7 separate regions of the Mus musculus genome follow, and regions 2, 3, 4, 5, 6 and 7 are each linked to region 1. The links are chromatin contacts, called in public HiChIP or PLAC-seq, capture Hi-C and promoter capture Hi-C maps. All regions are on one chromosome and are shown on one strand. The core of a region is the stretch at or near the end of the contact, and the rest is flanking DNA. Distances in the headings are between cores, read along the strand shown. Region 1 holds the start of Riox1 (ribosomal oxygenase 1). Region 2 holds the start of Lin52 (lin-52 homolog (C. elegans)). Region 3 holds the start of Dpf3 (D4, zinc and double PHD fingers, family 3). Region 4 holds the start of Entpd5 (ectonucleoside triphosphate diphosphohydrolase 5). Region 5 holds the start of Dcaf4 (DDB1 and CUL4 associated factor 4). Region 6 holds the start of Fam161b (family with sequence similarity 161, member B). Region 7 holds the start of Zfp410 (zinc finger protein 410).

What was found. Promoter capture Hi-C pulls out the DNA fragments that hold promoters and counts their contacts. HiChIP or PLAC-seq counts read pairs in DNA pulled down with a chosen protein or histone mark. Capture Hi-C pulls out chosen DNA fragments and counts their contacts.
Region 2: a capture Hi-C map of embryonic stem cells shows a contact between it and region 1, with 2.5 times the contacts expected there. The contact joins the promoter of Lin52 here to the promoter of Riox1 in region 1. A contact is called at or near these places in 5 of 39 promoter capture datasets (the C10 cell line, liver, neutrophils and 2 more), 2 of 115 datasets of contacts at active chromatin or transcription factors (memory CD8 T cells and pro-B cells) and 1 of 9 other capture datasets (embryonic stem cells).
Region 3: a contact with region 1 is called in a FOXA1 HiChIP or PLAC-seq map of pancreatic cancer cells. The contact joins the promoter of Dpf3 here to the promoter of Riox1 in region 1. A contact is called at or near these places in 2 of 115 datasets of contacts at active chromatin or transcription factors (cardiomyocytes and pancreatic cancer cells).
Region 4: a contact with region 1 is called in a promoter capture Hi-C map of neutrophils, with 5 times the contacts expected there. The contact joins the promoter of Entpd5 here to the promoter of Riox1 in region 1. A contact is called at or near these places in 9 of 39 promoter capture datasets (embryonic stem cells, hematopoietic stem and progenitor cells, hippocampal neurons and 5 more), 3 of 115 datasets of contacts at active chromatin or transcription factors (embryonic stem cells, memory CD8 T cells and microglia) and 1 of 9 other capture datasets (liver).
Region 5: a promoter capture Hi-C map of the HPC-7 cell line shows a contact between it and region 1, with 5 times the contacts expected there. The contact joins the promoter of Dcaf4 here to the promoter of Riox1 in region 1. A contact is called at or near these places in 4 of 39 promoter capture datasets (the HPC-7 cell line, liver and pre-B cells) and 1 of 115 datasets of contacts at active chromatin or transcription factors (embryonic stem cells).
Region 6: an H3K4me3 HiChIP or PLAC-seq map of embryonic stem cells shows a contact between it and region 1, with 9 read pairs. The contact joins the promoter of Fam161b here to the promoter of Riox1 in region 1. A contact is called at or near these places in 2 of 39 promoter capture datasets (liver and neutrophils) and 2 of 115 datasets of contacts at active chromatin or transcription factors (embryonic stem cells and forebrain).
Region 7: an H3K4me3 HiChIP or PLAC-seq map of embryonic stem cells shows a contact between it and region 1, with 12 read pairs. The contact joins the promoter of Zfp410 here to the promoter of Riox1 in region 1. A contact is called at or near these places in 5 of 39 promoter capture datasets (the 3T3-L1 cell line, cranial neural crest, hippocampal neurons and 2 more), 1 of 484 Hi-C or Micro-C datasets (embryonic stem cells), 8 of 115 datasets of contacts at active chromatin or transcription factors (embryonic forebrain, embryonic stem cells, extraembryonic endoderm stem cells and 5 more) and 3 of 9 other capture datasets (adipose tissue, embryonic stem cells and liver).

Annotation. Positions count from the first base shown.
Region 1 is chr12:83,948,306-83,952,207 of GRCm38.p6, reverse strand. Riox1 (ribosomal oxygenase 1) reads right to left here and starts at 1,600. Exons shown (of 1, transcript NM_023633.3): 1 at 1-1,600. The coding sequence starts at 1,516. The region is part of intron 16 of Heatr4 (HEAT repeat containing 4); the gene reads left to right.
Region 2 is chr12:84,449,479-84,453,380 of GRCm38.p6, reverse strand. It overlaps Lin52 (lin-52 homolog (C. elegans)), which reads right to left and starts at 1,873. Exons shown (of 6, transcript NM_173756.4): 1 at 1,838-1,873. The coding sequence starts at 1,868. It overlaps Aldh6a1 (aldehyde dehydrogenase family 6, subfamily A1), which reads left to right and starts at 2,357. Exons shown (of 12, transcript NM_134042.3): 1 at 2,357-2,492. The coding sequence starts at 2,442.
Region 3 is chr12:83,485,507-83,489,408 of GRCm38.p6, reverse strand. It overlaps Dpf3 (D4, zinc and double PHD fingers, family 3), which reads left to right and starts at 1,673. Exons shown (of 11, transcript NM_001267625.1): 1 at 1,673-1,732. The coding sequence starts at 1,701.
Region 4 is chr12:84,406,851-84,410,752 of GRCm38.p6, reverse strand. It overlaps Entpd5 (ectonucleoside triphosphate diphosphohydrolase 5), which reads left to right and starts at 1,724. Exons shown (of 16, transcript NM_001026214.2): 1 at 1,724-1,783. Bbof1 (basal body orientation factor 1) reads right to left here and starts at 1,685. Exons shown (of 12, transcript NM_028377.3): 1 at 1,498-1,685. The coding sequence starts at 1,571.
Region 5 is chr12:83,518,690-83,522,591 of GRCm38.p6, reverse strand. Dcaf4 (DDB1 and CUL4 associated factor 4) reads right to left here and starts at 2,126. Exons shown (of 14, transcript NM_030246.2): 1 at 1,975-2,126.
Region 6 is chr12:84,359,617-84,363,518 of GRCm38.p6, reverse strand. It overlaps Fam161b (family with sequence similarity 161, member B), which reads left to right and starts at 1,691. Exons shown (of 9, transcript NM_001358283.1): 1 at 1,691-1,827. The coding sequence starts at 1,774. It overlaps Coq6 (coenzyme Q6 monooxygenase), which reads right to left and starts at 1,551. Exons shown (of 12, transcript NM_172582.3): 1 at 1,282-1,551. The coding sequence starts at 1,468.
Region 7 is chr12:84,314,816-84,318,717 of GRCm38.p6, reverse strand. It overlaps Zfp410 (zinc finger protein 410), which reads right to left and starts at 1,859. Exons shown (of 12, transcript NM_144833.4): 1 at 1,544-1,859. It overlaps Ptgr2 (prostaglandin reductase 2), which reads right to left. Exons shown (of 10, transcript NM_029880.3): 10 at 2,886-3,902.

The sequences.
Region 1 (3,902 bases), core at 351-2,850:
TTGTCAGCTGGGCCCCCACATTGACGGGTTCTCCAGCCTCCCAGCGAACTGGGAGCCCGTGAACACTTAGAGCCCGTTCCCTATCGGTCAACACAGGGGGCAGGGAATCGTGAATGAAGTCTTTTGCTCTCTGGTCAGCCACAGCATCGACAGGAGCAAAGTGTCCCAGGCGAGCAACCAAGACCCGCACCTTTTCCATGAAAGCTGTCCTTCTAGGATCCTTAGAGTCGGAATGCTGGGCCCCCATGTAATCCATGAAGTCTCGGGGCAAGCCTCTGCGGAACTCCACGTTCTCCTCTATGGCCGCTTGCACTGCCAGAGGCAGTACAGCCTCCAGGAAGTCACCCCATGTATTGCGCTGGTAGGTGGACAAGGTGAGGTGTAGGGAGTGGACTCCATCCTGACATTCAGCTTGGTGAATGAAGCCCCGAGGAAAATAGAGCAGGTCTCCAGGTTCCAGTACCGTTTGCAGCACAGGCTCACCAAGGTCCTCCTGGCTGAAGTTGGGACTAGATGTCAGGGCCAACTCCTCACTCGGGTCCCGCGGTCGGTAGACGCGCCAGAGTTTCCGACCTTCCAGCTGCAACACGAAAGCCTCGATGTCATCGTAGTGAGGAGCAAAGCCCTGCGAGTCCGGGGGCGTGAGGTAGACGTTGGAGCCCGCCATGCTGCCAAACTGCTCCTGGAGCACGGCCAGAAACTGCCACACGGTGGGCGAGAAGGCTTGCGGGCACAGGAGGCGCAAGGAGCAGCCGGCTCGGTACAAGGACCACGCGGCGGCGGGAAGCGCGCGGCCCGGCGGGTTCAAGGTCTCCCGCCGTCCATCGACGTAGCGCGCGGCGTCCAGATGCTGCCCGAATTGCACGTCCTCGTAGCGCAGCATCGAGTCCAGGTCGGCGGTGGAGAAGAGACCCTCGTAGTAGCTGCGGTCCTGCCGCCGCACCAGCACCGCCTCCCGCTCCCACAGCCGCCGGTAGAAGTGGTCCGGAGGCAGGGGCGCCAGGAGCCACTCGAAGAGGCGGGCGGCGCGCCTCCGGCTGCTGGGGATGCCGTTCAGCTCCGTCAGTACCTGCTGCAGCGGCGAAGCCCGGGGTCGCCCCGGCTCATCCGCGTGCGAGCCCGGCGGCGGCGGAGCGGCCGTCCCCAGGTTCCGGGAGAGCGCAGCCCATCCCTCCACGCGGCTCGGCAGCGTCGCCGAAGCCGACCTCGGGCGCGCTGACACCGGCCGCGGCTCCGCCGACCGCGAGGCCTCCAGCAGCTCTGCCGGCCTCTTCCGCTTGCCCCGAACCGAGGCCACCGCCACTTTCGAGTCCGAGTCCTCGCTCCGGAGCGCGCGAGCTCTCAGCGCGGCCACGCGGGACGCCGCCGCACTTTTCCGGTGCCTTCGGATCTTCCGGGGCCGCAAGGGCAGGGCCAAGACCGACGCGCCGCGGGGCTGCGACTGCGGGTGCCGCCGGCGCCTCCCCCGCCCGCGCTTCAGCAGCGCCGCACCGTTGCCATTCGGTAGCTCGTCCATAGCGGGGCGGCCGGCGGGTCCCACGCTTCCGCGGCCGTGGTGCTTTCTGGGAAGGGGGCGAGTCCTTCGGCATTCCCTGGGTAGGCCAAGCCTACCGTCTTCCTGGGTCCTACAGCTAGCCCGGTTTGTCACCTTTTAAAACCGCGGTAGTATGCACTGGCAAGGCAAAATTCTCTACCAGATAAAGACTCCGTGTAAGAAAAGAAGGCACGAGGCATTTCAAAAGAAAACAACTTCATTCCTCTTTTTTGCTTTTCTGGGACAGAATCTTTCTACAGAAGCCGTAGCTATATAGTCCTAGAACTTATTAGGTGAGCCAAGTTGGCTTTGAACTCACAGAGATTTCTGTCTCTGCCTCGCGATTGCTGGGATTAAAGGTGTGCAGCGCTGAGCCTGGCTTCCTGTTTTAGTCCGCTTTCTCATTTTTGTGGTAGGCATTTTTGTTCCTAGGCAGTTTCCTGGTAGAATGGAATGAAGGCAAAGTTTGATATTCTGTATGAAGCACAGCTCTTACTGGCTCTCTTCACTGCAGAAAACTTCATTGTTAAGCCTCTCCTCTTCTTTTTCCTCTCTCTCCTCAGTTACAAAGCCTTGCCAGGTATGGTGGTTCATGCACGGGGAAGGCTGAGGTTACAGGGTGAGCCGCTTGTAATTAATATTCTTCCTCTGAAAAGGAAGTTAGGGACTTCTCCACTTTGTCAGTGTATTGCTACATAGTCCTTTCTAACCTCAAACTCCTGGGCTTGCCTCTCAATATGACATTGCAATAGGCTGTTTCTCCTCCTCCTCCTCTTCTTCAAGCTTCTGACTTTTTAAAAAGTTTGTGCATGCGTACGTGTATGTCTCAAGGAGGCCAGAGAAATCTCTTAGTACAGTAGTTTGTGGAAATCTCTCTCTGATCCTTGGATAGAGTCGTAAACACTCTTTAACCACTGAACCATCATCTCTAGCCCCCCGCAGACACCGCTTCTGCAAGCATTCTTGTGAGTGTGTGTGTGTGTGTGTGTGTGTGTGTGTGTGTGTGTGTGTGTGTGTGTGTATTTTACATATGTATGTACCACCATGCCTGGCAGAACATAGGTCTTGATTGGGCAGGATGGCAATACTTTCTCAGGGAGTTAGGTAGCTTAAATGAATTGATTGGAACCTGTGATGGTTAACACCGATTGTCAACTTGACAGGTGTTAGTGTTATTTTACATAGTGTGTTGCAGTTTTCCTCTTAACCCAGCTAACTCCCAAAGAATTGAGACTGGACTAGTATATTTACTCAAAAAGCTTTAAGGGCACAACAACTGAGCAGGTTACTCTATTTTAATCCTTTATGCTAATCTAGCACCTTCCCGACAGAATCTTCCTGATACTTGCAGCATTTTAGTACTGATCTGGTTCTCTGGGCTCCCGGACTGCTCTTTGTTTTTTCTTTCTCCTTTTCCTTATCTCTCTTGGAGTCTCTCCTCCCAGCCAATCCCCACTTCCTCTCTCGAACTCTGCAAATGTCCAGCCCTATTCTCTTTCGTGCTCATTCATTGGCTGATCAGTTCTTTACTGACCAATCAGGGAATTATTGTAGAGCAAGTTTTTCACCACATTGAGACATGAGATTCTCAGAATAAGGATTGCAAATATATATGGGGGTACAGAAGTCCACATTTGAATAATTCATGAATAATCTTTACATAGTACACAATAACATTATGACTACAGTCAGGATCTAGAATCACTAAAGAGGCAAGTCTCTGGGCACCTCTGTGAGAGATTGTTTACCTTAGGTTGAAGTAGGAAGACCCGCTGTAAAAGTGAGCAGTACCATCCATCCCATGGGCTGGCGTCCTGGAGTGGGTAAGAGGGGAAAGCAAGCAAGCGATCTGCACAGCGTCTTTATTCTCTGCTCTGAGTGAGGGTGAAGTGTGACTGGCTGCGACCTGCTCCTGCGGCCTCTTCTACCCTACCACGAGGGAACGTAGGTTCGCATAAATCCTCCCTTGAATTGGAAATATCTTTTCAGGTATTTTTTTGTCAAAGCTAGGGGAAAGTTACTGTAACAAACCTAATAGAGGAGCTATCCATATCAGATAAAGCCATCATGGGAGGTTGTGAAGGGTCTGCCCAGCACTGGGAGTGGGGTCTTAAAGCCGCCAGTGTCAGCCGGGCGTGGTGGCGCACGCCTTTAATCCCAGCACTCGGGAGGCAGAGGCAGGCAGATTTCTGAGTTCGAGGCCAGCCTGGTCTACAGAGTGAGTTCCAGGACAGCCAGGGCTACACAGAGAAACCCTGTCTCGAAAAACCAAAAAAAAAAAAAAAAAAAAAAAAAAAGCCTCCAGTGTCATCCCAAGTTCTGTGCCCTACAAGGAGGCTACAGGGGTCTGCCAGAAGGAGTCTCAGGA
Region 2 (3,902 bases), core at 624-3,123, 500 kb before region 1:
GTAGTTATGGTATGACTGTCTTGTCTTCATGGTATATATGTGGAGTACATGTGTGCTTGATGTTCATGGCGGTCAGATCCACTGGAATCGAGTCATGAGTCACCATGTAGATGCTGGGAATAGAATCCAGGTCTTTTGCAAAAGCACCAGGTGTTCCTAACTACTGAGCCATCTCACCAGCCCCCTGCATCCCCCTCACATTTTAAAAAAAGATTTATTTACTATGTACACAGTGTTCTGCCTGCATGTACACCTGCACACCAGACGGGGGCACCAGATTTCATTGTAGATGGTCAGGAGTCACTATAGGGTTGCTGGGAATTGGACTCAGGACTTCTGGAAGAGCACCAGTGCTCTTAATCTCTGAGCCATCTCTCCAGTCACTCCTCCCTTACTTTTAAAAATAAAACGTTTTATTTTAAGCTGTGTTATGGTGGTGCACGCCTCGGGAGGCAGAGGTAGGAAGAGCTCTGAGTTCAAAGCCAGCCTTGTCTATAGAGCAAGTTTCAGGACAGCCAGGACTATACAAGAAACCTTGTCTCAGGAAAAACAAAAACAAAAACAAAACAACCAACAAACTAAACCAACTTTTTATTTTAGACACGATTTGCCTACAATTCCCTCTACAGCCTAGGCAAGCCTGAAGCAACAAACCTCCTGCCTCAATCTCCCAAGCTAGAATTAGAGGTCACACACCAAGGCCAGTTTTACTTTTGGATAAACGTTAACTTAAAGCCAAATCCTTTACAGGCATTATTCTAAAACCTAGGATTAGCCGGGCAGTGGTAGTGCACGCCTTTAATCCCAGCACTCGGGAGGCAGAGGCAGGCGGATTTCTGAGTTCGAGGCCAGCCTGGTCTACAGAGTGAGTTCCAGGACAGCCAGGGCTATACAGAGAAACCCTGTCTCGAAAAACCAAAATAAATAAATAAATAGTAAAAATAAACAAACAACCCCCCCCCAAAAAAAAACCCTAGGACTAAATTAATGAAATAAGACAGAATTGGAATTTATAGTTGGGTGTGGCCCGGGCAAAGTGCAAAGTTAACAGAATAACTATATAAACTGAGATGCTGAATAATGACAGAAGAGCAATTCCAAATATTAAAGCAAAACCGCGAGCAAAAGCATACGGGTATATCAAGAACACCTATATGTCTACTGAGATGACTTGCGTCTTAGAAGACAGAATAAGCAGAATTGCTCCTGCCCTCAGCCTACGGAAACAACACATAAAGTAGAGGGGTGACGAGTTAAGGAAGAGTTGAGAAGCGTGAGAAGCGACATTAACAAGCCGAATTTTCACTCCCTCGGGACTCAGGGCAAGGAAACCAGGTCCCCGCACCTCCTGCTGCCAAGGCAACGGACCTGAACTGAGGAGACAAGCTTCTCTCTCTGCCGGCTCGGTAGAGGAATGAACCCTAGACCTCATGTCAGTCACCACTCACACTTCACAGCCATAGAGCTTGAGAGACTCATACGTACCAGCTCTACTGAGATGAGAACAGAACCAACACTCCAATGGGCCTGTTCAAAAAGAAAGTTCCCTTTCCCCTCAGCAGCTCCTTTTGAACCCTCAGCATCACCGATGGGCCGGAGCGACCTCTGTCCTTTTTCCCCCCATAGGGACTCCGGTTGATGGACTCCTTCCTAGTACACAGCAAGGAGACCTGGTACTAGGCACCTGCTAGCTGAAAAGCCGGCATACCCCAAAGGAGAAAAGTGGGAGAGAAAGGAGAGGGGCGCAAGAAAAAAAGAGTAAGGGTGAGGACAGAGGAAGTTCCCAGAGAAGCAAATAATGATACTACAGGCCAACAATCTCCAAGCCGGCTCTTACCGTCTGTGGGAGACGCCATCTTCCAGCCCATGTCACGTGACGTAACCAACCGTCGGCGGGAAAGCGAGGATCCGCAAGCCACGCCCCTAGCAGGGATAACCTATCCTTAGCTCACAGCCCGGTCTCGTTTCCCTACTTCATAGGGTAACATTTGCCTAGTCCCACCCCAGACAGCAGCCCCACCCACGGAGTGGTTAAAGTGGAACGCAGGCAAAATTCTTCAAGGACCTTATTTACTTTCCTTAGCAAGGGGGCGGGACCTTAGAGAGCCTACCTACAGCCAATCGGAGTTCCCGGTTAGGGGGCGTCTTCCCTGTGTGCTTACTATGCAGTACCAAGTCGAGGGGGCGTCTCCATATTTCCGCCAACAAAAATAGGATAAAGTGAGAGAAGCCCAGAACGCTTCCACCTTTGACCAATCACCTATTCCCAGGGGTGGGAATGATGGGTGGAGTCAAAGATTCCGACAAGTGATTGGTTATAGGAAGTGGCCCTTCCCTCCAATGGAGAGGCTCGGTCGTGTTCTGGGCGTGGCTTAACGGTGTTGCTTCAAGGGAGGCACTGGCAGCCGAGACGCAGGCGAGCTGGGCAGAGTCGGTGAGCCATGGCGGCGGCAGTGGCGGCAGCGGCAGCAATGCGGTCCCGGATCCTGCAGGCGAGTGAGGGTGGCGACGAGGGACCATGATGTTAGAAATGGGTCCTTTCCGCCCCGTCTCTAAACCATGCTTCTGCCGGACAGACTTCTTGGCCCAGCCCCTTCTTTGCAGCCCCTTGTGTTCCACCAGACCCGTGCGTCAGGGCTGTCACTCTGTACCGCCTGGCCCCGAGATTCAGCCCCGGACGGTCACGCCTGCTCCCCACTCCCCTTTACTCCTGAGCCTTTTCTTTTTTAGCTTTGACCCACCCACCTCCAGTCCAGCTCAGTCCTTGCTGTCACATGCTGGCTTGCTTTCTCTTTTTTGGTTCCTCCCACGGTCTCTCTTTCACCTCTGTACCAGCCACCTCTGTGCCCCAGAAACTCCTCCTTTTGGTCGCTGTACATAGAGTACTTTCCTTTGCCAGGAGCGTCCCTTCCCCCCATCCAGCCTCTATGTGAGGCAAGAGGGGATGGGAGCTCATTAAGGACATGGAACTAAGATCAGAGAAGGAACTTTGAATCTCCTAGACATGTACCCTAGGTTTTCATATCAAAAAGGCAGCCATTTGTTAGTTTTCACAAACATTCTGGCTTTTAGTGTTTTTCCCAAGCCCTGGGCCAAGTTAAACTTTCTCAGCGAAGTTAAACTTTTGGAGGTAAATAAGGGCATGTGGTTTTGCTAATACTGCTTCATTCAAAAGACTAAACATTCCCCCAGACAGGTGGTAGAAAATAAGAGCCTAGGAAGACACCTTCCGAAAATCAGTTCTCAAGTGCCGACATATCCTCTTCTAGGCTGCAGTTGGAACCCCACGGACGCCGCGCAAGGGAAGTTGTAGAGTTCCAGAAGCTGTATGCCGGCGATCCCCAGCTTTGATTATAGCTTTTCCCTGTGTTTGCATCTTAGCATGGACTTAGAATCTGAGGCAAGACTTGCTCTGTTCCTGGCAAGATTCATAATCCAGTATTAAGCGACACTATCTCTTACTCATCCAGCCTAGGAATGTCTCCTGTTGCACTTTTATATAAACTTTAATTTCTTTCTACTCATCAGGTTTTTAGGAGATCTACTGCAGAAATGTGTGCATGTGTTTGATTCTTGGTGGAGTCCCCAAAGGGTCAGGTTTGAATGTCATTTAATGGGACAGTGTAGAGAATGAGCTGGAGGTCTTTGGAGGTTGGCGTGACCTCACTCCCCTACTTCTGTTCTGGTATCTTTTCCTAGTAACAGATAGAGCATTTCCTCTCTAGGTTTTCTATTCCCAACCTCTTAAAATCCTTTATATATATAAAAAAAAAATCTCTCCCCTCTCGTCATTACCCCATCACCATGAGTCAATGAAAATCCTGAGGTATTTTGTCTTTTGCATAAAAGCAGAATTTCTCCTTTTTTGGAAGAAATACTTTTTTTTTCTTTCTAAAAACCAA
Region 3 (3,902 bases), core at 424-2,923, 460 kb after region 1:
GTGACTATAAAGTCAGAATTGTATTGACAGTTAAAATGACATTCCATGAAGTACAAAAGCCAAGGCAATACGATTTGGGGGGGGGGCGTGGGGAGACAGGGAGATGAGACTGGGTTTCCATGTTGGGGGGTGGGTATCCATATGTAGTTCAGGCTGGTTTTGAACTTTAAGGGAGCACCATTGTACCTGGTTCTGTTTAGAATTCATTAATGCCAGTTTTCTCAACATGAGACTCTGTAACGAGAAGAGAGGGTGGGAGAACATCACCCTACTAGGCAAACAAAGAGTTAAATATTTCCAGTCTGCACGCACAGACTCACTCAGCTTTGCTGGGCTTATCTGTAACTCTAATAGTGAATGGAGCTGGAATCTGAAAGTTCTGGACTGCTTTGTAATTGTATTTTACTTTATTCATCGAGAGTCGTAAAAGGCGAGAGCAGGTGGAATTGTGAACTGCAATTCAGCATCTCTCGGTTTCCTTTTCACTTCCCAGCCCCCAGCTATTTGACCTGATTAAACAGCCAAGGGGGCCATAGCCCGGCTTCTATAAGCTAACGATGCCTGTGCCCTCTAAGTGATTTCATGAGTTTTCGCCCACTCCGAGTCTCCCTGTGCTCCGTGGAAGTCTGAGTTCGCAGAAGTCTCTCAGTTTCTTCTGGGGTTTATCAGATTCTGAGCAGCCGCATACTGGGGAAGCCAGGAGTCACGTCTGAACATTCACTTGCAAATTCTTTTCACCTCCTATCTTAGTCCAGAAAGGTGACGCCTGAATTCTCAGAGCCGTTCCCAGAGGGGACTCAGGCAACACCTACCTCAGGCTCTAACAATTTTTGCATAGTTACTGACTTCCCTAGCTGCGTTTCCTAAAGTTGCCTCAAAATTTCCCCAACCTTCTGCCTAAAAAGCGCCAGGTCTCACTTCGCTCCCAAGCTGGCCATGTCAGATCAGTGTGAATCGTTGACAGTGGAGAACGGTGGTCGTAGGGGACCGCGCGGAGTGACCACCCGTGAATTACGTAACAAAAGCCGTGGCTGTCCGCAAGCCTGACACTGAGACATTCCAGGAGGAAGGGAGTTGCTGTCCTGGACTCTCCAGTTCTCAGAAACCGCCCGGGGAAGGTGGCTGAGATCAAGAAAACACTTCGGGAACAAGAATATTGAACAGCCGCGGAACCCAGAACATTATTAGCAAACAGTGGAACACGAGTAGTAATTTCTTGGAGGAAACTGCAGCCTTCCAACTTTTTGCACTGCAACACGGTGGTGTACAAGGAGCTCGGGGGTTAAAAACCGTGATTTACAAAGCCCAGAGCTAATGAATGGGGTTAAGTGGTTTTGTTGGCACTATGTAAATATTCTTGTCCAGGAGCGCAAACTCTGCAGTTATTTAGCAAAGTAGGGACTCCAACTAAGCGAGAATGCTCTCCCATGTTGTCTCCACGAGTTCCAATCTAAAAGGGCGCTACTAACACGGTACTGCCCCTTTAAGACCTGCTCGCTCTCGGGCTCTACAAAAGGGAGTGACCTCTGGGCTTTGACAGCTCCCCTAATAACTACCACCACGCAGGCCCCGCCCACTTGGCGACCAGCCGCGCCGATTGGCCGGTAGGCCGGTATCCCGTGCTCTGATTGGCCTGCCGCTTCCCCTGAGCGAACCTTTAGAACTCTGAGACAGACAATATTCTGTTACATTGTAGCAAAATGGCGACTGTCATTCACAACCCCCTGAAAGCGTAAGTAAGACTAAAAAATGTACATATTCCGCGTGGTTTCAATATGAAAAAAAGGCGCCTTGTGGAGCGCAGCCGGCGCCCGGCTCTCGCAGACACCTCCCGCTGCGCCCGGGCTCCTCTTTTCTTCCTGCTCTTACTTCTTCATCTTTTTTTTTCCTCCCAGCGCGCAGAAATGTCAGGAGATGCAATTAACAAAAAGAAAATTGTTACATTTGTGTTCTGCTTAATTGGCTGACCGGGACCGGGAGGGAACACAGAGCGGCGGCGCCGGCTCAGGAGCTGCGGGGGTCGTGAGCAGCCCGGGTCTTCACGGTTCTCGGAGTCCCCTGCCTCTCCCGGCGCCGCGCGGAGCTGGCTGAGGCTGGCCAGAGCGCGGGGTTGGCTGAGCCTGGCCGGAGCGCGGGGCAGAGACCGCGTCGTGCGCTCGGCTGAGCCCTGCACTCCAAGCCCGAACCTTCCCGGCCCCGCTGCTCGTCCACCCAGGCGGGCAGACGGACCGCAGCGGCTGCGGAGTTTTGCAGGGCGTTCGCTCTGCCTTCCGAGCTCTCGCAGGGAGTTTGTGTAAACCTTCCGGAGTTGGGAGGACAGCGCGCGGAGCGGCGGGTCCCGGGAGTCCTGGGGCCCAGGTGCTTGCCCCGGGCTTTTCCACTCCGGCAGCCGGGGATCAGGCAGGCGCTCCGGGCGGTCGCCGGTGTGTCTGTGTATTTGTAGGCTAACTGGCTCTAGTAAATTAACGATCCGGGTTAACTTGGGGTTGATATGGAGGCAGGGAAACTGCAGGTCTTATAAATGGTGTGCTTGCCTGCTCTGGGTGAAAAGCCGAGGCGGTGGAGGCGGCGGTGGAGGGCTCTGGCGACAGCGAGGGGCAGGTGCCTCCCGGAGACTTTGAGCGGACACAGGGGGGCGGGCTGCGCAAGGACTCGCGGGGGCCGGTTCCCGATCGGAGCTGCCTGCCCGCCGGTCTTCCTTCCTTCCTTCCTTCCTTCCTTCCTTCCTTCCTTCCTTCCTTCTTCCAGTCGGTGGACTGAATATGAAGCCGCAAGTCCGCGGGTGATCGCGGAGCCGGGGGTGGCCTCGGAAAACTAGTGTGGCTCTCAAGGGGCGCTATTGGCAGGCATGTTGGCAGAGGGTGGATCCTTGGGAATCGCGGCGCGGCGTGGGCACCCAGTGGGTGCCCGGTGTACTAGGACTTCCCCGCCCTGATGAAAGCCAGTGGGAGTCGGAGGGTGAGCGTGGGTGTTTAGTGCCAATTCTTCCCGGTGTGTGTCAGTGGTCGATCTTGGCTCTTTTAGCTGCGCGCTACAGCGTCCCTGGCTATGGGAGTCGAAAACACCGTTCGCTTTGGGGAGCAGCAGGGCGGCGGCGAGAGAGTGTGCGTGGGATTCCTAGTGCCAAGAAACCCGTAGGGAGAACCCGCTGCGTTTGCACCAGCCAACAACCAGGAATAGGGCAGGGATGTCCCAGATCTTGGAGTTTCCATGAGATATTGCTGTAAAGACGGAGGCTGAGCTTGATGCGAGTTCCTGGCTCCCGTTCTCGTTCGGAAGCTCAGCTACTTTGCACTCGCGACAGCGTCTCACCGAAGAGAGAAATTGTTTTATGGCAGAAGAAATGGGCGTAACTTCCCCGCTCCTCGCCGACTCCCGCCGCCACACCGCTGGGGCTGGGAGTTTCTCCAGAACCCACACACAGCTGATTTGCAATTTCCTCATTTCCAGCCGAAATCACGTAGCCGAGCTGATGCTGCTTGGTAAACTCAAGTCGGAGAGATCTATTTGCTATGTGTACAGGGTTCTTCATTGGCAAAGCGGCATCCTTGATGCCCGGGAGCGGGCTTACGCTCGGGCGCGCGCAGGAGCTCCACACTCCTGGGTCCCCCAGATCTTTCCACTTTTTTTTTTTTTTTCCACAGAAGAGTGCATGTATAAGAAATTGTGGGGGAGAAGGAACAGAGAAGCTAGAAGGTGGCCAATCAGTTAATAGAACTAGTTCAGATTTACACTTGTATCCCTTAATAATTGGAAATACTTGCCGTGGGATGCATTTGTAACTCCGTCTTGGCTCACGCACGCGGACGCTCACACAACACCCCTGTCTGCCTTTCCTCAGAGGAAGTCGAATGGTCACTTATAATTAGCCGCCCCCTTTTGCATCCAGTCCTCTTCCCCTG
Region 4 (3,902 bases), core at 475-2,974, 460 kb before region 1:
TGTACTCCATTCTCCATATTCTTGTTTCCTGCTCTTTGCTGTGCTGAGTATCAGACCCAGGCTCGAGCATGCTAGGCAAGTGCTCTGCAATCCTTTCTCCTCTTTCACTCAGTTGTGAGCCTGGGTCTCATGTTCTACACGAAGACACAATTGTTGTATATCTGTCCTCTCCACAGCCTTTGTTGCTATTGTTTTGTTTTGCTTAGTTCTTAGACAAAGGATCAGGTTACTTGGGGCAGGTATGTTAAGTACTTCATTTGTTGGTAAGTACTTCATGTTAAGTACTTCAATTGTTGGTAACACATTATCCCAGGCTTTAAGGATGCCTGAAAAACACACACCATAGTCATTGATGCAGAGATGGGGGAAAAAAAAAGTAAGACCTTGGGAATGTAGACATGTAGAAGCAGAATGTACAGTAAGCATACATCAGGTAGAAGTAGAATGTATAATAAGCATACATTAGGAAGAAGAAGACTGAATGGTATGCATACATCAGGTAAAGTTAGAGTGCATGGTATGCATGTATCAGGTAGAAGTAGAAGTAGAATGCATGGTAAGTATACATCAAGGCCCTAGGATGGATTCAAAAGGTAAAGTCCTTTGAAATAAAGATTGCACCAGCATTAACAAAACACTGTGGTACAGAGCTGGAGAGATAGCTCAGAGATTAAGAGCACTGACTGTTCTTCCAGAGGTTCTGAGTTCAACTCCCAGCAACCACATGGTGGCTCACAACCATCTGTAATGGGATCTTCTGGAGTGTGCCTAAAGACAGCATACAGTGTATGCATATAAATAAAAATAAACAAATCTTTTTTAAAAAGAAAGTTACTCTCTTAAGTTACTTTGCTGGAGATGGTACCTAGGACCCTGCACAAGAAGCACTCTATCACTGAACTACACTCAGACTTGTTTTTAAAGACGAGGTCTCCATATGTAGCAGTGGCTGTGATCTCCCTGCCTCAGCCTCCAGAGCAATGCGACCAGAGGTGTGTGTTACTTAACTTGTCTCCAGAGAATTCACATTACAGTCACAAGCTTAAGCGATCCCTTTGCATTTCTCATCTACGGCGTTGAACTCCTTGTGTGACTCCAAAGTCCTGAGGAACCATCCTGTAGCCCAGTCATTCTATTGACATTCTAGCAACAATTCCTAGGGACCATCCATGGGGTTAGCGCTATAGCTGTTCACTCTGTGTCTCTGTGTGTGGTGTTTGTGTGTGTACTGATCCGTCCAGTTAAATCATTTCGCGTGCTCCCTTTGATCCCAAGAGGATTCCTGAATGACCCAAGGAACAACTTTAACCACTCAGACAAGAGCTAGAATAGAAAAGAATGTGTTTATATCAGTCTCACAATGGAGAGCTCTCAGATCTTAGGGCCAATCAAGAATGAACAGGAGCTGTCCACAAAAGCCTGACAGAGGCATCCAGTTAGCGCCGCAAAATGACAAGGGTAGGCAGGGGGAACGGGGAGCCTCTGCGCTGCTCTTACTTTGGTTCTTTGCCTTTGTTTTTGCCTTTCCTCTTGTCTTTCCTCTTGTCTTTCCTCTTGTCCTTCGCCGGCATCTTGACTTCTGCGGGAGTCTCACCGTGCTGGTGTCCTGGTGGCCGCCACCTGGGCCGACTCCGTCTCTAAGGAAACCACCACGCCGAAGGGCTAACGTCCTCCGCGCCGTTGAGGGCACGCGGAGGGCGCACGCGCGTGACGTGACCGCGGCGAGGGGCGGGGCGGAGATCGCTCCGAGGCGGCGGGCGTCCGCGCCAGGGCGGCGCGCGCGGTGAGTGTGCACGAGCCTCGGCGGCGCTCCCGGGGTTGGAGCCGGGCGGGAGGCCGGGAGCTCGGCAGGGGCGGGTGTCGGGCGCGGGGCTGCGGCGTCTTAGCCTCCCACGACTTGTCTCGCGCCCCCTGAGGCTCCATGGCCGGCGGCTCTCCGACCGCCCCGCGCGCATCGGAGCGGCGCCAGTGAGGCTTGAAGCGCTTCCAGTCGGGCGGGCGGATCTTCCAAGCCTCTGGCGCGGCCACCGTGGCGGTCCTGCCCGCATCCCTGCTTCTGTCTCGGTGGCGGCGCCCTCGCTGCCCGCCTCATGCTTACCTCCCCTCCATCCTCGCTTCTGTCTCGCGGGCTCCCTGGAGGACAGTGCACCCGGGGACATCCCAGGCCAAACGCTTTCAGGGAGGCAGTTGACTTTTCCGAGGGCGGTGGCTTGAGTGAGGCTGTCAGCCTCCGAGGGTCCGCGGGCTCCGGTGCTCAGACTCTGGCTCCCCTGCCTGGAGCGGTGTGGCGGGGGGGGGGGGGGGGGATCGTTGGTCCCCGGATCTAGGTGGCAGGTGCTTGGCTCCAGCCGACCGCCAGGTTCCTGTTAGTTAACATCGCCCACATCCTCTAGTGCCTGAAGTCCCATTGCTGCAAGTTGCATAAAGTTGCAAGCACTTGCCTCGCACCCGGGTTCCCGAGGAGTAGTACTCCATCCAGTATTCTAGTTGGTTCAGAAGAGGAACCCTGTGATTATGTCTTCATTCACTGAGCGTGAGTGAGTCATTACGGAAGACAGGTATTGTGGCTGCCTTGTCAATAGGCTTGGGAGTGAAGCGCGGTTCTGCTTTATCACTCCGCTTCAAATTTCATTTAACATTTATTTTGAAACATCATTGTTAGAACTCCTCCTCCCCTCTCTCTAGGGAGACCTTAGTTACTAAGCCCCTAACTGTAAGGTGACATCTTTGACCTCTAAATCTCTCTTTTCCCACCTCATCCCCCCCCCAGAGGGCGTGGTTTGTGTGGTTTGTAAATTTTGCGGTTAGAGTAAGCAAGTAGATTTGATGAGAGACCTTGGAAACCGTTTGAACCTTCTGCTAGCACGGCTATGGCCTATTTTGACTATATTTCTGGTGACATGCCATGAACTTATGAGTAGAATCACCTCTACATCATGTACCTTCCCTTAGATAATGTACATTACCTCTGAGAAGCAATCTATAAAGCACCTATTGCTAACTAGCAGAAAGGGAGTAGGGGCATTTTCTGTCATAGGTATGTATATTTAGACTTTTTATTTATTTGTTTGTTTGTTTGTTTTACAAAAATTGGTTGTAAATAAAAGCCAGTCCCACATTTACCATTTGAATATACTTCTACAGATTATCTCAGACATAAAATTTTGACTTAAAATAAAAGTGTCTTTGTTTATTTTTTTCACCGTTATTTTTATTTTATATATATGGACGTTCTGCCTGCAAATCTATGTGCTAGGTGTATGCAGTGCCTCTGGAGGCCAGAAGAGGTCGTTGGAACTTGAATTAGAGATGGTTGTGAGCTGACATGTGGATGCTGAGAATCAAACCTGGGACCTCTGGACTAGCATCCAGTGATCTTAACCCAGAGCCATCTCTCCAGACCATCACCCCCTCTTTTGAGATCCAGCCTCACTATGTGTGTTTTCCTGGACTAGAACTCTCAAAGATCTGCTTTCCTTTGCCTCCGAGTGCTGCAATTAAAGATGTGGAGCCTGGGAACGTTGCTTCTTAACATATGCATAGTGCTTTTCTTATTTTATTTTTCTTTCCCAAAACAGAATTCCTCCATGTAGCCTTGGCTCTCTCTGTAGACCAGGCTGTTCTGGAAATCACAGAGATCAGCCTGCCTCTGCCTCCCAAATGCTGGGATTAAAGGCATGTGCCACCACAGCCAGGTGGCAGGTTTGTTGTTGTTATTGTTGTTTTGAGGCAGTGTCTAGTATACAGCTTCGGCCTTCTAGGAACTCAAGGTGTAGACCAGGCTAGCCTTGAACTCATCTGCCTGCCTCTGCCTCCGGAGTGCTGGGATCAAAGGTGCGCACTGCCACATTAGCTATGCACAGTGCTTTAAAGTACTTATAGTTAATTGTATTTTATCAAAC
Region 5 (3,902 bases), core at 877-3,376, 430 kb after region 1:
AGACCTGAACTTAGATCCCAGCACCCACTATCAAGGTGGCTCGCAACCTCCTGTCACTCAGTTCTAAGTGACCCAACACTCCTCCGGCCTTTGAGAGCAATCAAACACAAGTAGCATACACACACGCGCACGCACACACACACACACGCACACACACACACACACGCACGCACGCAAACCTATCCTTATAAATTCCCTCCCTAAAATCCACAGGAGAGCCGGGCAGTGGTGGCGCATGCCTTTAATTTCAGCACTCGGGAGGCAGGAGACAGGCGAATTTCTGAGTTCGAGGCCAGCCTGGTCTACAAAGTGAGTTCCAGAACAGCCAGGGCTATACAGAAAAACCCTGTCTCAAAAAAACAAAAACAAAAAAACAAAAATCAGGGGCTGGTGAGATGGCTCAGCAGGTAAGAGCATCCGACTGCTCTTCCAAAGGTCCTGAGTTCAAATCCCAGCAACCACATGGTGGCTCACAACCATCCGTAATGAGATCTGACTCCCTCTTCTGGTGTGTCTGAAGACAGCTACAGTGTACTTACATATAATAAATAAATAAATCTTTTTAAAAAAAACTGAAAAAATAAAAATCCACAGGAGACCCAACTCCACAAAGTTGCCCCCTAACCTTCACTTACACACATACATTATACATACACACAAATACACAACCATAATAAGCTAACCCTACTACACAGCATGGAAACCGAGGCTTATAGAACTAACAATACCTGACTAACAAAGTCGCATTAGAGATACAGGAGCATCCTGCACTTGTAGGCTCCATCAGCCAAAAGACACCACCTCGATTACTTTCCACTGTTATCGACAACTGGATTTCCAGGTCGTGGGATTTTTGTCTTCTCCGAGTAGCTGACTTGGAGTTGTTAGTTGTTTTGTTTTATGTTTTTCTTCTTACTGCCTTGCTCCACACACAAGGCTGTGTCTGGTCATCCAAGGTGGAGGGAGTTGTGGCGCTCCCCAAAGTCACTAGAACTGGTGTGGAAAGGCTTCGTTTCTCACTAACACCCATCTTACTGTGGCAGGGAATGGAGGCTGGTCCACATCTGGGCTTCCTAACTTTTCCAAATACCAGCCTGCACACAACCTCAGGCAAGCCACCACGTAACCTCTCTTTCTGTGTCTTATAAAGATACCGCTAGGGTTGGAGAGATAGCTCAGCAGTTAAGAGCACTTGCTGTTCTTCAGAGTTCAGGAGCTCACAACGTCTCAAATTACAGTTTCAGGAGTTTGACACATTTGGGTCTCTTGGATCTTCCACAGACACATGTAAGCACACACACCCACATACACAATTAAAAATAAAAGCTCTTTTAAAAGGTGTGTGTGTGTAGATGTCTTAGTGGTTAAGAAAGCTGAGGACCCAGGTTCAAATCCTAGCACCCCGCAGGGCGGCTCACGATCATCCAGCTGGAGGAGATCTCACTGATCTCTTCTGGCCTCCCTGAACACCAGGCTTGTTCGAAGTACACTCATGTATGCACGCCAAATATCCACATACATAAAAGAAGCCTTTAAAAAAAAAAAAAGCAAAATCCCAGCACTTGGGAGGCAGAAGGCGGATTTCTGAGTTCAAGGCCAGCAGCCTGGTCTACAGAGTGAGTTCCAGGACAGCCACGGCTACACAGAGAAACCCTGCCTCGAAAAACCAAAAAACAAAAAAACCAAAAACATAAACTTCCAAAATTTATACCATAAAGTACTATTGGCCTCCTGGCCTCGTGTTTCTTCACAGCCCAAATTTCAACAGAGGCAGAGGTCTACTGCAGGCTGGACTCTGCAAGGGGATCCTGGGGACGCCGCAGGACTCGCCAGGTCCTGGCCCACGCCCACTCCGGCCTTGTATGGCACGCTCACTCCTCCTGCCTTCAGCCTTGCCTTCTCTGTCCTCTGCGTGGGTACAGCGGCACCCTCCGTCGGCGCCCAGATGCACGCCACGCATGGGAACAGCCTTACCTGCACAGATGGTCCTCTCAGCTACGACACTTCTGGGCTGGAGCACCCAGGGGCGTGCAAAGATCCGGAAAGACCCTCATGTTGTGTTGTCGCACCCCATAGGACTAAAGCGGCCGGTTCTTTCTTCTCATTGAATTAGGCTTCTGCCTGTCCATGTCAGTAGGGGCGGTCTTTACGGAGGGCGGGACTTAGGATTTCCGCCTTGTCCTGGTCGAGCGTGCCCGGGCTTGGCACGCTTAGGGGCGGGGTCTGATGCGCTTTGGGGCGGGGCTAGAGATTGCTACCGCCTCCTCAGAGTCCCTGGTACTCTCTTGACAGTGAGTCTTCCTTCTTACTGCGGATCATATCCCGAGAAATTTCTCTCGGCTTGGAGCTGGTACACAGGCCCGAGTTAACACTGATATGTGAGAGAGGGAAGATGATTGTTTTGTGGAAAGAGCAAAGGAGACTCTGAGGAGGAAAGCGAAAAAGACTTTGGGACGCAGTTGCCGGTGCCGGGAGGCTCCTTGAATCTAGGTCAGGTTGTTTCCTCCTTGCTATGTGACCTAAGGTGTGCTTATCACTTCTCTGGGCCTTAATTTCTTCCACTGTAACAAGAAAGTTGAACAAATATTGTCAATGATCTCCAGCCCAAAGTTTGTACAGGTAATATTTCTAGAATGGTACACGTGTGCCTTGGTCAGAAAACCACCCCAGAGTACCACTGCAAAGAAGACGGAGTTTGTAACAGGTCAGAAGTGATAGTAGTGAGAGCAGAATGGGTTCAAATAGGTCAGGCTAAGTGGGGACCACCAACAGCCTTGATCTTAATTGCATTTGGAGAACAGAATCCCTTCCTGAGATTCATTGTGTGCGGTGCTCGCCCAGGCTCCTGATGCTGGACCGCTAGAAGCTAGCTATTAGTGATCATAGATGTGGGCCTATGAAAACACTTCAGCCTGTAGCAAGTTTACAGACGTGTGCAGGGATATGCAGAGTGCTAGGTTCTGAGGGAAACGAGAGAAGTGAGCACTACTGCTTCCCGGAGCTTGAACTGCCAGAAAAGGACAAAGCAGACTTCAAAGAAGATGTGGCTGGAAGCCTGTTTCAGCTACTGGTTGGACTGGCTGTGAGGACCTTGGAATCTTTAGCAAAGTGGTTGAGGCTGGAGAACAGCCTCAGAGGCATGGAAAACCATGGGACCTCAGAGACTGGAGCCTTGTTGGGTAAAGCTGTGGGCAGATGGGAGACATAACAATAGGAGAATCTCTGACCTGAATTCTGGGAGGAGGAAGGCAGGATTTGTAAACTGAAGCCTTGAGGACCCTGGAGGACTGAGGAGGAGGGGGGAGGAGGAGGCGGCCATGGGAGGCTTGTGAAGGATTGGCAAACAGGCAGCTGACTGACCCCATTGACAGGATTCACTGAATTCCCACCATGGGAACTGGGTGGACACCAGTTTTGCCTTGGAAACCTGTAATATACACTCACTTCACAAAGGAACCATGGTCAGAAGCAAGTCAAGCGGCATGGCCCGACTCTGTTTTCTCTCAGGTAAAGTGAGGGTAGAAAGTAATGCTGAAAAAGGAAGTCCTGAAGAGTAAAGGCTATGTATGACCCCAAATCAGGTGCTTGGCTTATGGCTTCCAGTGACTAAGCAGCCAGAGTTACAAATTTAACTCGGTGTCTAGATAGTGTATAATATCCAGAGGTGAAAGGAAGCCACACACACACACCACCACCACCACCACCACCACCAATTCAAAATAAAATGAAAAACAAAACAGCACTTGGAAGGCAGAGGCAGGTGGATTTCTGAGTTCAAGGCCAGCCTGGTCTACAAAGTGAGTTCCAGGACAGCCAGGGCTATAGGGCTGTACAGAGAAACCCTGTCTCCAAAAATAAATAAATAAATAAATAAACCAAAACAAAAACGAAAACCAAAGCTT
Region 6 (3,902 bases), core at 442-2,941, 410 kb before region 1:
TATAATACTTTGCTAGACAGAAAAGCAAACAATAACAAAACAGAATTGTGTGTGAACGTTAGTAAAAGAGCTGCTGTCTTCCTTCCCCGTGACGCTCAGAAAAGAGCGAGAGAAGGATGCAGTACAAAGGAAAACATACACACAAACCTAACACAAGAGCGAGCCACCAAAATGTGAATGCTAAAGTTTCGAAGGGCCCAGAAACGGTGCTACATCATGCCAGCACTTGGTAAATATATTCCACACCATTGGTCATTAGGGAAATATAAACACAAGCCACTTCCTACGAACTTCAGAGGACAAAGAAAAAAGGCAGCAGATAGTGCTGTCAGGGTCAGGAGAAACCTGAGCATTCATCTACTGTCAATGATAACATAAACTGGGGCACTCTCTCAAAGTCTGGCAGGTCTTCAAAACATCAGCATTGCCACATAACCCAGAGATTTCACTAGAGAATAGCCTCGAGATGATCAACACTGTTCACACCAAAGTTTGCACACAGAATGTCCCTACTAGCATCATTCCTTTACAGGCCAAAAGTGAAAACCAAGCATACTTTCAACACAATTGAGGATGGCATCAGCTCTCAAAACAAAAGCTGTCTGATACAGACTCCAACCTGGATTAACCTTTAAAACAGAGTATATCTCCAACTACATAGAACTATCCGGAAAAGGTAAATCTATAGACAGAAAGTAGGAGAGTCTGTAGGGCTGAGAAGGTGAGCAGAAGTGTGGAGAGTGACATCTAATGAATTCCAAGTCTTTTTTTATTTTTTTGCTTTTTGGTTTTTTATAAAGTAAGGAAACGGTAATAAAACTTATTGTAGGTACTGAATAGCTCTGCAAAAATACTAAAAACTCATTGGACTGTACGCTTTAAGTGGGAGCACTTATAACTAGATGAATGTTATCTTAATAAAGCAGCTTTAAGACCAGGAGTGGGGGCGCGGGCCTTAATCCCAGCACTCAGAAGACTGAGGAAGATGATCTCTGTGATTTCGAGGTCAATCCGATCTACCATCCGATACTACAAAGCCCGATGCCTCTCGAGGTGCTCATAAACAATCCTGGACAGTTCTCAAGGGTCAGACTGACTTAGAAAGGCCCGCCCACTTGTGATCCCGCAGAACCCATGCCATTCCCGAGGACTCCCCTGGAAGGACAGTGAGCAAAGCACCAGGTCAGGCACGTTAGGTGTCTGGACAGCGTCCCGACCTCCACTGTGAGTACCGTCCCTCCACAGCCCAGATCCTCCAGCCCGCGGTCGAGATGCACCTACCTAAGGCACAAGCCATGGCAGAGCCCACTAGGCCTCCTCCTGACACCACCACGTCGTACACGGTGTCTGCCGAGGAGCCCGCCCATCGCTGGCTGGCAACTAGCGGGCCTCCTCTGGCTGCGAGCTGCGCGGAACTCCACCAGCGAACGCAGAGCAAGCCTGCCATGGAGCCAATGCGGGCCGCCATAATGACTCCTGCCTGCGCCCGCGCCCGGGACTTCTCCCTGATAGGTCCTGGAAAGTGCTTCCGGGGCAGTCGTCAACCTTGTGTGGTTTTAGCCCTGTCTTCAAAACCGGAAATAAAATAGTTGAAGAAAATTATCCAATCAGAAGACGCTCTTGCCTCATTGGGCGGAACAGACTAAAGACTGGAAGCCAATCCAAGGCTAAAGCCATGAAGGGGCGTGGCTAGCAGTACCTAACCGCCGGCGCCGCTGTCACGGTTGTCACTGCTGCTTTCACCTCTGCTTCTCTCTCTCTCTAGTTAGGAAGATGACTGTGGGGAGGACTGCGGGAGGTCCTGAGTGCGCCGAGTGGAGCCGTGAGGTGAGTGGAGAAAGGAGGAAGTCGGATGCCTCAGCAAGGAATCCTCAAGAGTGGAAACTGTTTAGCGTTGCCGTGGAGACAGAGTCAGGGGCGTGTCATCAAAGGGCGAAGAATTAAAATTGGCAGCGCTTGGGCACTTAGAGAACCAGTCTTGGGGGACGTGGGTCTTTTGTGTCTTGTACCAGGCTCTGATATCAGGAATCGTACTAATAACAAACCACGAATTAACCTTGAAAATCTTAAAAGCGATCTCTATCTTAATATGATTATCCAGAAAAGGCAAATCTAGGGGGCGCGTCATTGCATGGGGCTGAGGTGAGGAGAAACAGGGAGAGACTTCTAAAAGGGCTGAGGAGGTGAGGAGAGACTTCTAAAAGCTTCCAAGGTTTTTGTTGTCGTTTTAGAGTAAGGAAAACGCACCGAAACGCAGCTCTTCAAATATATTAAAATTCATTAAACTGAATGTGTTTAATGTGTTGTATCCTCTCAAACCCATTTTCTAGAAAAGAAAAGAGATGGGTTAAGCAATTTGCCCCGAAATCTCTGAAAACAGAAAGTAGGCTGGTAGTTGCCTAGGGCTGACAGGTTGAGAGGAAGATGTGGGAGGGTTAAGGGATATAAGTGACAATTAAATGCTACACTGGTGCTTCAGAGCAGAGATTCTCAATCTGTTTCACCTAAGATCATCCTGCATATCAGATATTTACCTTACAATTCATAACAGTAGCAAAATTACAGTATTAACAATGAAAATGACTATGGTTGGGGCTCACCACCACATGAAACACTGTATTAAAGGGTCGATGCATTAGAACAGTTGAGGACACTGCTTTAGAGGAATGGTGAAAATGGTCTGACTTCTACTGTGATTGCTAGATGACCCTGGCTGTTTTAGAAACTGGAGGAGAGTACGCTTTGAATGGCTCACTTGTACACTATGGACATTGTGTTTCAATAAAGTTGTTTTTAAAACGAAAGAGCCAGCATTATGGCTCAAACTTGTAATCCCAACAACTCAAATTACTAAAGCAGAAGGATAAGGAGTTCAAGGTCGCCCTTTGACCCTGTCACAACAGAGAGAGAGGGGCAGGGGAAGGAGAGAGTTTTGCTCTAGATCACATGTTCTTCAGCAGCAGAGCTAGGGTTAGAGCACACACTTATCTCTAACTCAGATGGACTGCTCCAATTGCCACTAATCATCAATAGTCCACTGGTGGCCTTGTACCTACCACTCTAAGGACATCTCAGGCCACTGTCCTCCAGCCACACCACCTTCCCTCTATCACTACAAGACTCAACTGAGACAATAAAAATCACCCTAACACTCAAAGTCAGACACCCCCAACCTCAGTGGTTCAGATTGCTCTCCACACTATAATGATGGACAAGCATGCGCTCAGTAGAAACAATACTCCATACTTTTTTTTTGTTTTTTCGAGACAGGGTTTCTCTGTTTAGCCCTGACTGTCCTGGAACTCCCTCTGTAGACCAGGCTGGCCTCGAACTCAGAAATCCGCCTACCTCTGCCTCCCAAGTTCTGGGATTAAAGGCATGCGCCACCACTGCCTGGCTAATACTCCATACTTTTATTTTTCTATTTTTATGGTACTGAGGACTGAGTCCAGGGTCCTGTGCATTCTAGGTAAGTGCTCTCCACAGAGCTAAATTCCCAGCTCTAGATTTCAGTCTTTCTTTAAATAGCAATAGGATACACTCTCTGCTTTGGTGACACAGTGTCCAGGGACTTGCTATTTCTAGTGAGTTGCACAATCAGGAGTGTGAACAATAGCTATTCTCTAAGTGCCCTGCTCAGTAGGTTAATGTATTAGTACGTTTTTACTTAAACTACTGTGACTTAGAATGGACTTATCTGGATATAGACGATGCATCATGTGTGAAAGAGCATCTGTACTCTGCCTAGCAGATACAGCCAAGGGCAGGAGCAAGGTCACCAAGCGGCAGTGCTTTTCCTGGGTCCATACCATAGTTGCAGACTTACTAACAGTTCTGTCTTCTAAAGGATTATGCATCCTTATCAGCTGTTTACCTTTGCCCTAAGATATTGCACAGCTCTC
Region 7 (3,902 bases), core at 610-3,109, 370 kb before region 1:
CAGTACCGAGATTAAAGGTGTGTACCACCATACTTGGCTAATTTTACATTTTCCCAAAAAGAAACCCTGACGTCACTACCCACTTCTAAATTAGTCATTATTGTGAGTTTAAATGACTGCCATACAGGTTTCCAGTGAGCACTGGATAAATATTCAGACAATAATTCAGAGGATAAATAACATGACAAATGATACCCAATTCCCTACCCCTTCACTCTGACTTTTCAATTCCAAACTTTCATTAACTGCTTATGGACTAATTCTGCATATATATCCTCAGCATGTCAAACCAAACCATGTCTAAACACGGATTATCATCTCCCCTACCAAACCTGTTCTTCTTGAATTATCTTTTATTTATTGCCCAATCTTCCCACTCAGCTGCAAATTTTACCTAGCAGTGCCTCTCATCCTACATGTTTTAATAATCCCAGCAATTAATAATAACCAGACCCCAAAGTGACTCCTGTGATGCTGTTTAGATTTCTCAGTATCTTTCTGCTTGTCACTCTCCATATGCAGTTTAGTATCTCAGAATAATGGCCAGCCCTTAACGGTAAACCTCTTCACTGACATACTCCTCCCCCCACTGCCCCCCCAAAAAAAACCTTAGAAATTGTGGGATTTACCTAAATTTGACACCTACTGGGATACAAAGCTCAAATTAGAACCACATTTTCTGATGCTTGGCTGCCCTGTATCTGCCACAAAGTGTAATTTCTCAACGCCAAACACCCAGAATTGCGCGTTTTGACCTCAAACTATGTTTTATTCTCTTTACATATGTTCCACTGATCTTTGTGTCTAATGTAATGTAAATGTATGAACTCTTAACCCCAAATCAATAATATTTCACTCCCAAATGGTTCCTAAGTACATCTCAGAGCCTCATGAGCAAGTGAGATAAAGTTTAATAAACTAATTGGATCGTCTTCTTTTGAGAAACTTCAGAGAACAAGTTGAACGAGCAAAACACATCCTGGCTGCAAACACTCGCTGCCCACACACGGGCCTGAGGTGACAGGCAAAGGAGACCCCAGAGGTCCGGCTCTGGTCCGCAGACGTCCCTTCCCTATTCCAGCCCAAGGCAGAGAGTGGACCCAGGAAAGGTGCCGGCAGCCCTGGGTGAAACGCGGGCAGGGCACCGCTGTCAACCCTTCCCGCCAGCACAAAGGCCTCAGCCGAAGGCCCTTAGGTCTGCGGGCGGGCCCAGCCGCGGGTGCAGTCCGGAGCCTCCGCCCGGGGGACTCGCTGACTCCCGCGTTCTGGGGGGGCAGGCTGGTCTCCAAGCTCCCTCCCTCAAGAACAAGCAAAGGAGGAGAAACGGTGCGCCCCAGATCCCCAAAGGGGTTAGGGCCGCAGCCGCCGGGCTTCGGACCGGTCGCTCCCCGCCCGCTAGACGCCTGGGGGAGTCTGGGGGGACGGCTTCCTTGCGCCCTTCGGGGGCGAACCCGGCTCTAGATCCCCAGACCCCATAAGTGGCTTCCTTTCTCGGCGGGACCACCTACCCGAGCGGGGGTGGCTACACTAGCCTGGAGCTCACCTTCCAGTCTCGGGCAGCCGTCCGTCCGTCAGTCAGCCCCGAATCCCGTCCACACACGGCGTCTTCCGGCTCCCGCCGGAAGCAGCTCCAGAGCGGGACAGGAAGTTTGGCCGCCCCCCATCAACATACCCACTCGCTTTCTTCTCCGCCCGCGGGTGTTTCTCAGGAGGAGGCGCTGACTCTTGGGCCGCTGCTTGAGAGCGATCCTTCGCTCCCCGCTACATACACACGCATACACAGCCCGAGACACACACAGGGTTCCCTCCCGGCCGAGGAACCGCAGCGCCCCGTCCCCTCCTGTCTGCCCTTCAGGGTTCTCAGGTCCGCGAAATCTGAAACCAGGTCAGTGCAGTCTAGCCGTGACGTCACTGCCTTCCCGCTGAGCGGAGCTGTTCAGCAGGGGCCGCGGCGGCTGGGATGGGTGAGACGGCGCGGGGTGGAGGGTAGCTTTCTCCGGAGCTGAGGACCTGTGACAGCTCCCGAAACACCAAAAGCCCATGAAGAGCACCTGAAATGTTCATGGCCCAAAGAGGGACCTGGAAATCAAGCCTTGCATTGCCCCTAGGACTGGGTGTGAATTTAGGCACACGTACAGCGTTAGAAACATTTAAGAATTCTCCAGAGATCTTGGATGCACTGACTGAGGGCTCAGATAACTAAGTTCCAAGCTGGATAATAGTTCTTGTTGAAACTTTCGAGTTTGACTGCATGAAACTTAAGATCTGCAGTGGTGGCACACGCCTGTAACTCCAGCAATCCCAGTACTCCAGGAGTTCCCGGTGAACGAGGGCTACATAGTTGAGACCTTGTCCAAAAAAACAAAAAACAACAACAACAACAAAACATGATGCGGTGTGGAAGAGTAGGGGACTAAAGATAGTGCCTGTGAGATATAATGTTCTCTGAAGGCGCTCATTTTCAAGTTAGAGATAAGCCAGGAGTCTGGATGAGCTAGGGAGTCATAGTTTTGGTACAAAATGTTCCGGGAGAAAACATTTCCTCGATACAGTTTGTCCTGCGCACTGAGAAGCATGACTGTGATCCCATTTGAGGATGGCCATGACAAGGACAACTGGCCTACACAGTATCTGGGACAAAAATCTTGGGGTGGCAAGGAGATGTTTACTAGGAGCTAAAATCCTAAAATTTAAGAAAGGATTAAAAAACAAAGATTTACCAGTTACCACTATATGAAGAGATGAAGAACTGTTCAGAAAGAAAAACTGGGGTCCAGAGAAAGTATGTAAAACAAGGTTAGAACGCTGCAAAATTTGATTTAGTGGCTGCTAATTTGTTTTGCCTCTAAAATATATTGACTGTAAAAAAAAAAAGTGGTCATAAGTCATACTCAGAAAACATCTCCAGTTTTATTTTTCTAAAGGTTGAGAAAATTAAGAAAACAAATGTGATACATCAGTATATCTGGAATAGTCATGTCTATAACCATTGGTTAATTTACTTAATCCTATAGCTTTCTGGAGCTTGATTACTTGGGGCTTGTTGTGGGAAGGTACCATTGGGGATTGACCTCAGAGCCCCTAGAGTACTGATCAGTGTTCTGCCCTGACCACTCCGACTCACTTTCATCAGTGAAACTCTTAGTGATGTTTATATCTATTAGTTCTCCAAAGTATAAGCCCAGAATGGGGATACAGGCCTTTAACACTGGCACTCGGAGGCAGACAGCCAAGTGGATATCTTTGAGTTCCAGGCCAGCCTGGATTACATAGCAAGCTACCTAACAGACTCTTGTCTTTAAAAAAAAATTCCTAAAATAAACACAAGCTTTTATCAGCACGTAGTAAGTTGTTAGGCTTGCTACTCAATTAGTTGTTTGGCAGAACACAAACATCATCCCTGGATGTAAACCTTGTCTCTGGAGACTCCCAACCACTCATTTATCTTCTCAGACCACTCCCAGCCCAAAACGTCCTACCCCAAACTGTTCCACAATCTGTAAATACTCCCAATGCTGCCCGAAATCCTATGTACTTATGCCATTAAGTACAGACAGGCTGGAGAGGTGGCCAACACTAAGAGCATCTCCTGCTCTACCAGAGGATCTGCATTCTAGAACCCAGCACTCACATGGTGGCTTCAGACTCTCTCCAGTTCCAGGGGATCCAATGCCCCAATACCCTCTCCAGCCACTCTCCACTGTAGGCACCAGACATGCATGTGGTGTACAGACAAACATTCGGGTAAAGACTTTTAAAGTCTCTCATCAAAAATATGGAAAGGCTTTCTCAATTCTAATACTCAGTTTAAGAATGGTAAAAATGTTACCAGTTCAACAAATGTTAACTGCTTCTCACCTTAGAATTCGTAGACTGTTTATTCAGTTCTAAAAGTAATTTAA